Linked DNA regions of Macaca mulatta: region 2 is linked to region 1. The links are chromatin contacts, called in public Hi-C maps. All regions are on one chromosome and are shown on one strand. Each heading gives the region's core, a stretch centred on a gene start, on an enhancer-like site or on the middle of the called end of the contact. The rest is flanking DNA. Distances are from core to core; before and after follow the strand shown. Region 1 holds the start of S100A10 (S100 calcium binding protein A10). Region 2 has its middle 37 kb from the start of THEM4.

Evidence for each region. A called contact is a pair of places that touch in the nucleus more often than the background predicts.
Region 2: a contact with region 1 is called in a Hi-C map of CD4 T cells, with 2.4 times the contacts expected there. The contact joins the enhancer-like site here to the promoter of S100A10 in region 1. A contact is called at or near these places in 7 of 14 Hi-C or Micro-C datasets (CD4 T cells, cortical neurons, fetal cortex germinal zone and 4 more).

What each region holds. Positions count from the first base shown.
Region 1 is chr1:115,059,872-115,064,710 of T2T-MMU8v2.0, forward strand. It overlaps S100A10 (S100 calcium binding protein A10), which reads left to right and starts at 1,998. Exons shown (of 3, transcript NM_001278418.1): 1 at 1,998-2,088.
Region 2 is chr1:115,110,531-115,115,369 of T2T-MMU8v2.0, forward strand. No RefSeq gene overlaps it. Among named protein-coding and RNA genes, the nearest start is that of THEM4, 37 kb to the right of the region's middle. Within about 2 kb of position 2,126, at least 20 of the 40 cell types and tissues checked have an H3K27ac peak or open chromatin away from gene starts, as enhancers often do. A contact at or near this core is called in CD4 T cells, where this site is marked.

The DNA.
Region 1 (4,839 bases), core at 748-3,247:
CCATCACTGGCTCAAACATTGTTATGCAGTGAATGACTGTACTTAATTTTATAATCAGTATGATCACAATTATGCAAATATTTGTTACGTATGCATAAAAAGACTAGAAAGAAATATGAAAATGTTTATCTTTGGCTCATGTATTTATAAATCATTTTTTATACATTATATATTTTCCAAGTCTTCTAAGAATGAAATCTTTGTACAGATTAAAAAGTTACAATAAGTGTTATTGTTGTTTTCAAATTTCTACCCAATGTTGCTTCCTGCAGAAATTATCCTGTGACCACTCCAAGAGGACTTGGAAGTCCCTCCTCAGTGTTCTCCTAGTATCCATAGTATCCTCTACCATTCACTGAGCACACTGGATTTTAATTGTTTGCTTATCTAACTCCCAATACTTGGAACTCTTCAAAGGAAGAGATCCCTCAATTCCCAGGCCTACCACACACACTAAAGCACTCCTAAGGTCTGTGGACCAGATGAAGAAATTAGATGAGTAGGGGTATGCAAACCCATGCATTCCCATTCTAAACCCAGTCGCACTGCAATCCCTGCAACAAAAGGGATTCAAGATTTCCTCCACTGGTGACTGTGACCTGGGGACTGTGAAGTACTGTATACAGGAAGATCTCGAAGAGCTGTCCCCTTGAATAGTCAGCACCAGGATCGCAGGGAAAGTAATAGCTGAAATCCAAGTTGGGTTTTCCTGGCAACAGCCAAGATTAGTCAGAGGTGGCACTTGGAGGATTCCCCAAGTCTGCTCATTCCTTTGGGATCACTCATTCCTCCCAAGGCCTCCCGTGGGAACAAAGGAAAACCCCAGAGTTTGGCACTGGGCTCTTTTCCACCAACAGCTGCTAGTAGTTTGTATTTAACCCTAAGTCACAATTAAAATAAAAGGGAGTGAGGGGGAGGGGCGAGGAGTTGGTAAGCATCCCCTAGGAAACACTTAGGTTTTCTCTTAATTTATTCCAGAAAATTATTCTAAAGGACTTTTAAGGACCACAGCATAATGCCTTGGAAACTTAGTTTTTAACTTTTTTTTTGAGACAGAGTCTCACTCTGTCGCCCAGGCTGGAGTGCGGTGGTGCGATCTCGGCTCACTGCAACCTCTGTCTCACGGGTTCAAGCGATTCTCATGCCTCAGTCTCCTGGTGGCGCGCACCACCACTCTCGGCTAATTTTTTTATCAGTAGAGACAAGGTTTCACCATGTTGGCCAGGCTGGTCTTGAACTCCTGACCTGAGGTGATCTGCCCGCCTCGGCCTCCCAAAGTGCTGGGATTACAGGCGTGAGCCACCGCGCCCGGCCAGTTTTTACCACTATTAGCCACACTGAAACTGAACTATTGATCAAGTGAAGCCACAAGAGGGGTAAATCCCCTGTTCAACAAAGGGTTTGTGACGCTCTGGGTGCTGACAAGCCAAACCGCACCCTCCCTGCGGCACCTCGCGGGCCGGCGGGGCCGGGAGCCCGGCTTCTGGGGAGGTGCCGCCCCGCCACGGGTGCAGGCCGCCGAGACCCCCGGACGGACCTCCTAGGGCTAATCTGATAGTGCCTCTGAGGTTGATAGGACTCCACGTGCAACTCCCTGCAGGGTCATCCAGCAAGTAAGTCCTAGACTCGTAGGTGCCCACAGAGCCGGTTACCTCTGGTTCTGCGCCAGCGTGCCCCACCCGCAGGACTGCCGGGTTCTTTGATTTCTACACTTCCTAAAACCAAACCCGAGAGGAAGGGCAGGCCCAGGGTGGGGATGCCCTGAAATATTCAAGAGCAGGACCGTTCCTACTGAAGAGAAGTTTACAAGAACGCTCTGTCTGGGGCGGGCGAGGCCTCAGCGAGGCTGGTCCGGTAGCGAGGGCAGGGCGTGGGCCGCGCGCCCGGGGTTGGGGGAGTAGGGGGCAGGAAGAGGGGGAGGAGACAGGGCTGGGGAGCGCCCTGCCGAGCGCCCGCCAGGCTCCACCCGCTCCCGCGCCACCTCCCTCTCCCCACCCGCCGCACGTACTAAGGAAGGCGCACAGCCAGCCGCGCTCGCCTCGCCGCCCCGCGTCCAGCTCGCCCAGCGTCCGCCGCGCCTCGGCCAAGGTGAGCTCCGCGCGGCCCACGCGCCCCTCCTGAGTAGTCCCCAGCCCCGGACCTGCTGCCCGGGGAAACCCCCGCACCCGGCTTCGCGGGGCGTCCCGGGCACCGCGGAGCTGGGTGGGGAGCGGCTGGTGGGGAATCCACTGCTTAGTGCTCCAGGCCACACCCAGACGAGGCCAGCAGCGCCCCTTCCCGGCCCGGGCGCGGCCACCCCCAGACCCACGCGGACCAGAGGAGGGGACACTTGTTCTTTAGGAGGGGACCGTGGTGAGCCCCTGAACCTCTTCCCTCCTCACTTTATGTTTGCCTTGCATTACTCCCACCTTTCCTGCTTTCCCACTCGTCTCTCGGGTTACCGAACCCCTCCTGCACGCCCCTGCCCTGGCTGGCGTGTTTCTTGGTGGGTTCCGCCCGCAGGCCGGGTCTGCACGTTCGTACGTGGTCCCGGCTGGACGGCCCAACCGGGCGCGGGTAGGACAAGTAGGCAGCTGGGGGCGTCCCTTCCGTACCCCTTAGTCCCTCGGCCAAACAGGCGTTTCAGGTTGGGGCTTCCTGTTGTCTGCTCGACGGGAAGGGTCTTCCTGCCGAGGGCGGGAGGTCCACTTGTTTCTTTCTAAAGCAGTTTGGCTGGGATGTGTGGGAGAGGGCCCTGTGTGACGTGGTTTCTCTGCTGAAAGGGTTCCCCTGCTCTCTTAATAAGTGGAACCAGAAAGAGATGGAGGAAGAGCAGTCTTGATGAAGGATCTTCCAATCATAGATTAATTTGGCCCGGCGCAGTGAGACAGACAGACGTGCCATTGGTACTTGGTTCACCACCTGTGCTTTGGCCGAAGGAATGGCGCTGCCCCTAGCCGTGGACACTGCTGCCCTGTCCAGCCTTGGTCCAGCTCTACCTAAGTGAAACCAGGAGTTCTGCCTTGTTGGCTGGGGGTGGAATGCAGAGAGCTCCAAGCCAGGCCAGCACAGGGGAGCCCTAAGCCAGATTCTGGGATGCATTAAGCCCACCCCGCCTTCCGCCCCCACCCGGTTCTGTCCCTGCGAGAGCTTCTGCAGGGCGTGGTTAGCACAAAGGGCTCCAGGATTCTCCTAGTGGTCTGAGGCCTGTGACTCAGCTGTGAGACCATGTGGGTGTGGCCGGTTGCAGATACTCTCGGTGGATGATTTGGACAGAACACTCCCTGAAGGAAAAGGAGAACTGTGCCATCTCAGAGGGCATTTTCCAAGAGGAAGTGAGTCACACCTGGACTGGCCGCCAGTCTTCAGGAGAGGTTTCTTGACTGAATTGCGGGTGAGGGCAGATAATTAGATCTGTAGGGCCTTGGCGAAACCGCTTTTCGTTATCGGCCAGTATGCGCCTGGCAGCCTGCCTCAGCCTTACTTGGGAGGTAGCCTTTCCCGTTAAGAGGTTTGCTGTTGTTGCGGGTATTTTTCCCCAGAAGCTTGAGTTTCAGTCTCCAGGAGTGAAGTTTTATGTTGTGTGTTTTAGGTGAGGCCAGGCTCATGGAAACACCCAGGCAGTGATCTTTGCCTCCAACATGTTACAGCAAATTGCAAAAGATAATGCCAGGGGTTGGAGTGGGAATGAGTTCATATAACTTATTGGAAGTTTCTTAATCGGCCCTGCCCCCACAGATTCCTATCCAGTTTCTGTTTAATCATCCCTTGCAAATGGTGTATTTGTTCCTTCACAGCCAGAGGGTAGTTTCTTCACTGTGGCCCTTGATCCACCATTTGGAGTTTCTTATATCGGTTCTTCCAGTTTTTTGGTCTACTGGGCATGAAGCAATTTTTGGGTCTCACCCTGCTTTCTAGGTGATGCTCTTCCTAGCTTTTCTCAGGCATATCAGATAGGCCCCTTTCCTCTAGTGTGCTGGCCTCTGGCCAGCCTCCTAAGCAGCCACTCCAGTGAGGTCAGGCCTGAGCTGGGTGGAGCTGAGACTGTGTGCCTCCCTGCTTTCTACTGACAGTTCAAAAAATGTGACTTTTGTAGAGCACAACCCACTTGGTATACCCTTGGACACAGTCCAGTCTTTTAAAGCGTAAAGTTGAGAGAAACAATGGAATTCTTTCAGGGTTATAATGTATAAATTAGCACTCAAAGTGCTGAGAAAGCTGGACTAAAATTTTAACATCTTAAGTTTCTCATTTTTCTGGGGACTCAACAAATTTAGGAATCTCACATCAAAAGCAAAAAGAGAATTTACTTCTTTTAAACAATTTTCAGCACTTTCTATCCCTTTACTAAATATGTACCACCCATCCTACCAAAGGATTTAACAGCAGTTGTGACAATAGCTATGTTGGCTGATCAAGATGATGCCTGAGCATTCTTTAAGGAAAAATTGATGTACTCGGTTAGATTGGAGGAGGTTTCTTCCAAGATCTTTCTTCCTATTGAATTGCATCTGAAACTTTCCTTTGCTGCCCAGTTCTTTAGTGGGCAAGTTTTATTTGGTGAGAGGTGAGAGAGACAGACTGGATCCAGATCCATTGCTTCAACTCATTTTTTTCTGAATTTCCTTCAGAGATCAAATTCAGGAATGCCTTCTGGGTTCAATTTTTAAAAATCCAAAATTTCCAAAGCGAAAGGAAGGAAACCTCAAACATTTTAAATAACAGATGTTTGTTTTTACTGATGCTCTGCCGTTTATTTTCTGGGTGGGCTGTAAGAAAACTAGGGTATGGACAAGATACAGAGGAGCAAAGAGTGAGTCCAACTCACTCTTCAGAAGTGTCCTCTTTGAAACTGCAGCC
Region 2 (4,839 bases), core at 876-3,375, 51 kb after region 1:
GCCTTTCCCATTGCAGCCCACCTCCCCGCCGCACCCAACTTGCTCCCTGAAGGTCTGCTTCTAAAACTGGCCCCACAGTGATGTGGGGCTGTTGGTGTCCTTGAAGGCAGCAATTGTACATAGAAAAAATTATTTGCAAAATTTTTATTTTTAAAATTAATATTTGACTTATTAAAATTAAATTTAAGAAACCCAGGTTTGGCCGGACGCGGTGGCTCACGCCTGTAATCTCAGCACTTTCGGAGGCCGAGGTGGGCGGATCACGAGGTCAGGAGATCAAGACCATCCTGGCTAACTTGGTGAAACCCCGTCTCTACTAAAAAAAAAAAAAAAAAAAAAAATTAGCCGGGCGTGGTGGCAGGCGCCTGTAGTCCCAGCTACTCGGGAGGCTGAGGCAGGAGAATGACGTGAACTCGGGGGAGGGAGCTTGCAGTGAGCCGAGATGGCGCCAGGGTACTCTAGCCTGGGCGACAGAGGGAGACTCCGTATCAAAAAAAAAAAGAAAAAAAGAAACCCAGCTTTTTCATCTTTTTGTACCTTAAGTATAAATTTTCATATACTACTTTTTAATCAAGCAAAACTCAACAATCACTTTTAAAGAGTGCCTTTCATAATAATCAAATGCCCTTAAATATTATAAAACTGATGTTGAAGATTTAGTATATATATTTTTCTGATTCAACAGAGCTTTCATTTGGCTCTTGAGTCACCGTAATGTCACCATGCCAATTCATCAGATCCTTCACACCTTATAAAATTATGTTGTTAATTTCTGCACTTGATTGTATGACTTGGGTTGACTGAAATCGCTACTCTTTTCACTTTTTCCTTCCTTGGCAGGCCCATAACTTGCAAGTTTTTGAATAGCCTCCTTTGGATTCCACATAGTTCCTCTGGTTTTGTTTGGCTTCACAAGTACTACCCGCTGTACTAATGATCCTCCATGATATGCTAATAGCACTCCACTCAAATGACTTGTCTCGTCCCCAGTTTCTGGCCCTCCCTTGACTGGTCCTCACATCCTTACATGGACCATGTTCCAGGGATGAGGCCTAGTCTCGGTGCTATTGCTCTTTTCTCCTTTCCTGAATGCCCTCACTCTCTTTTCTACCCATACTTCAAAATTCATGTCAAATCTCACCTTCCTTGACTGCCACAGCCCATGGTAATTTCTCCCTCCTCTACACACGTTTCTGGTACTATTCATTTAATATTACCATGTGCATCATATTATTGCTAGTTATTTTTTCCTACGTTTTTTCTCTTCCTTCTCACCTAAGATTATAAGCTCTCAGTGGGAAAGAGCTGTGTTTTACTATGTTTATATTTTCTGATTACATCCTAGCACGGTGCCTTTCTCATGGCAACAGCTCAGTAAGACCTAGTTAAGTGATTGAGTGACATTTATTAGCATGTCATTTCCTAGAGGGTATGTCCACACTCTGCTCCTGCCCAATATGCTATGAGTAGTCAATGAGAATTGAGCAATATTAATCATAACTAACCACTTGAGGTGTATGACACACCCTATCAGGAGGCAACATGTAACCACTTCTCAGCGTGCTTGAGGCAGGTTTACTGATTTCAACCAGCACTAAATTTCAGAGAAGTCATGTAAGGTATAGATCCTCCATCCTGAATTACGTTGCCTATAGTTGTTTAAACACTTCCAGCTGAAAAGTTTAGGAAAATGCTGAATAATAGGTTTCAGATGCCTTACTTATGGACAATGAATATATGCAAAGACACAGGGGATGGAAGAAAGTCACAAAAATCCTTTCACTAGCTTTAGTTGTATCAAGACTTCACAAGAAAACAGAACTTATTTTTTCAGAACTAAGTTGGAAGTATTTTAGGTAAGTGGAAGAGCAAAAGGGAATCTACTGTATCGCTCCCTCTACCCAGAGGAAGGAAATAGAAAATGTCCACACAACAAATGAACCAAGTGTATAATCAAACCCTCAGCCCCAAGGTGTCTCTGATGTACTGCAGGAACCAAGGCAGTCTCCCAGTTCAACTATTATTGGCCTGTCCCTTTTAATTGAAAGCAGTTGCCCTTTCCCCACCCATCCCTGAGTATGACTCATTAACTGCCCCCAGGCCAAGTGTTTTACACAAGACTCTGCATCACCATGGCAACAGCCCTGCATTTGCCCTCGCTTAGGGCGTGGCTACAGTAAGTACTACCGCTTTCTTTTTGTTTGTTTCTGTTTGTTATAAATTGGAAACTTTAATCACAGGAAGAGGCTGTTTGGCACCCGAGAGATGTCAGCAGTGCAAGAAGCAAAGAGAAAAAGGGGAGAGCCAAAATAACATAATTACTTCTTCACAGCTAGTATATGTCTCTACCAGATTACACTACCTGACGATGACGGGAAACAGAGATTGTGGTCATTATTAAGGTCTTACTATGAGGCACTCTTCGTCCTCCATTATCATTATTCCTATTGTAAAGATGAAGAAACTGAGATACCCAGAGCTTAAGGTTATGCATCTGGTGAGTCACAGGGCCAGGATTCAAGCCATGCAGTCATCTTCCAGGGACCCACACCCTTAACCACTGTCTGACCTCGGGTTATAGGAAAGGAAGAGCCTCACAAGTTATTGTTGGGTTTTGTTCACTTGTTTGTTTCTGCTGACTATAGTTAAATTATACCGAGGCTTTAAAGACTAAAAAATTTCTAATTTGACAGTTAACTGCTAAGGGAGCAAACTCTGAATTGTATAGTGGAGACCTGGCTACCAAGATGGACATGTTCCAGTCACAGGCATGGAGAAAGTTCTCTGTTTGGTGCCCATCAACTTAAGTCCTTCCTTACACCTGGCAGTGTCACCATCTTTCACAGTCACAGATTCTGCCACTTTGGCCAGGCATCTCATCAGTCCCACCCCTCATCACAAAGGAGTCTACTGGGGACAGGTCAGCACAAGCCCACCACCATGACCAGAAGCATAACTCACAGAACCTATCCTGCTGGCAGAGGGGAGCAAGGGCACCAAGGACAGCCTCATCCCCTGGAGAAATGTCCTTATTTGCCAGGATGCCTCATTGGCTGCTTGAATTGGTTGGACTCGGGAAGTCTATTAGCTCTGAGTCCAGAGCTGTTGTTTGAGACTCAAGATGAAAAAGGAGGCAATTTCTACATTTATCTAATGCACAGCTAAGAGTGGAGGTTGGGTGAACCTGATTTCAAAAGCAAACCGAGTGTTAAATTTCACCACTTTTTAAAGCGCTGACGTGATGTAAGGATGCTGTCATTGTGGGCTAGCAATTTTCTTAGGTCTAATTTGGATCTTTAAGGGTTACATGAAGCTCTTCTGGGCTCACAGCATTGTGCTGTAAGCACTGTAGCTATGCTGTGTCACAACACAAGAGCATCGTGCCACAGTAAGCAAGTGCAACAGGTTTTGTCACGACATTAGGTCTGCCTTGGAGAGGTCAGCAAAACATGCTTGCCAGAAATTCGTCTCATCGTCAGAGTGCAACCTGCAGGCTGCCTGGGTCCATGCCCCACCTCTGCCATTTACTAGCTGTGTGACTGGGCAGTTACTTTCCCTCTCCGTCCTTTGGTTTCCTTACTTGTAAAAGGGGCACAATAATATTTCCTACTTTTAGGGCTGCTGCAAGGATCAAAGAAGTTAATTCATGCCAACTGCTTGTAAGAGTTCCTGGCACGAATTGCCACACACTTCAATCTTGGATTGAAACGTGCCATTAAGTTGAACTTACTGTATTTCTGCCTGAGCGCCACTCAGCCTGCCTTCTGAAATAGGGTATGTAGGGAATATCAGTTTGCTTGCTTACTGAGACACTGCTATATACAAAGCCATGTTTATCTAATTCTTCTCTATTTTGCTCATGTACAGTTTTTCTAAGTATTTACAGCCAAAGGGGCCTCGCCAGAATTTTGGAGCCTTAACAGGGCTAAGTCAAGTACGATTACTTTTAAAAGTAATTCTGGGCCAGGCACAGTGGTTCACGCCTGTAATATCAGCACTCTGAGAGGCTGAGGTGGGAGGATCACATAAGACCAGGAGTTCAAGACCAGCCTGGCCAACATAGCAAAACCCCATCTTTATAAAAATTTAGAAAATAAAAATAAAAAAGTAATTCTGATCACAGTTCCAACCAAGCACCTGGATCATGTTCAAAACAGGAAGTCAGATGGACTTCAGAAAAACAAACCATAAACCCACATAATTTACAATAAATTCACTAATGCAGGGATGAATGACTCTGTGGAATGAGACTTAATTCCTGTTGATTTAATTCACAACTCCCTTCAGAGAGAGGGGTATAGGCCGCCATCAACCTCCTCATTGTCCCTTGGAAATTTCTAAAAAGGTAGGACCTAGGGTAACAGTCTGGGAAGAGATGTGGCACTTGGGCACTTGTCTTGCCCCTCATTTGCAATGGCAAAAAAATCATTATTTTACTTCGATTGAATATTTATTGGGGAGTGGCGTGTTTTGTGGGAGTAAGGGGCTGAAGTCCCCCAAATTGCTACTTGGTTATTGCCACTTTGCTCATTCCCTACTAAATGACAGAGTGTTTAGTTAAATCAAATATTTACCTTAATTATGTTTTAAGATTATTTTGAGAATTTCAAACATTCCTATTCTTCCTTTCCCCAAATAAGATCAATGAAGCATCCTCAGAGGATTTTTAAATTAGACGTTTCTGGCCGGGCGTGGTGGCTCAAGCCTGTAATCCCAGCACTTTGGGAGGCCGAGACGGGCGGATCACAAGGTCAGGAGATCGAGACCATCCTGGCTAACACGGTGAAACCCCGTCTCTGCTAAAAAATACAAAAAACTAGCCGGGCGCGGTGGCGGGCG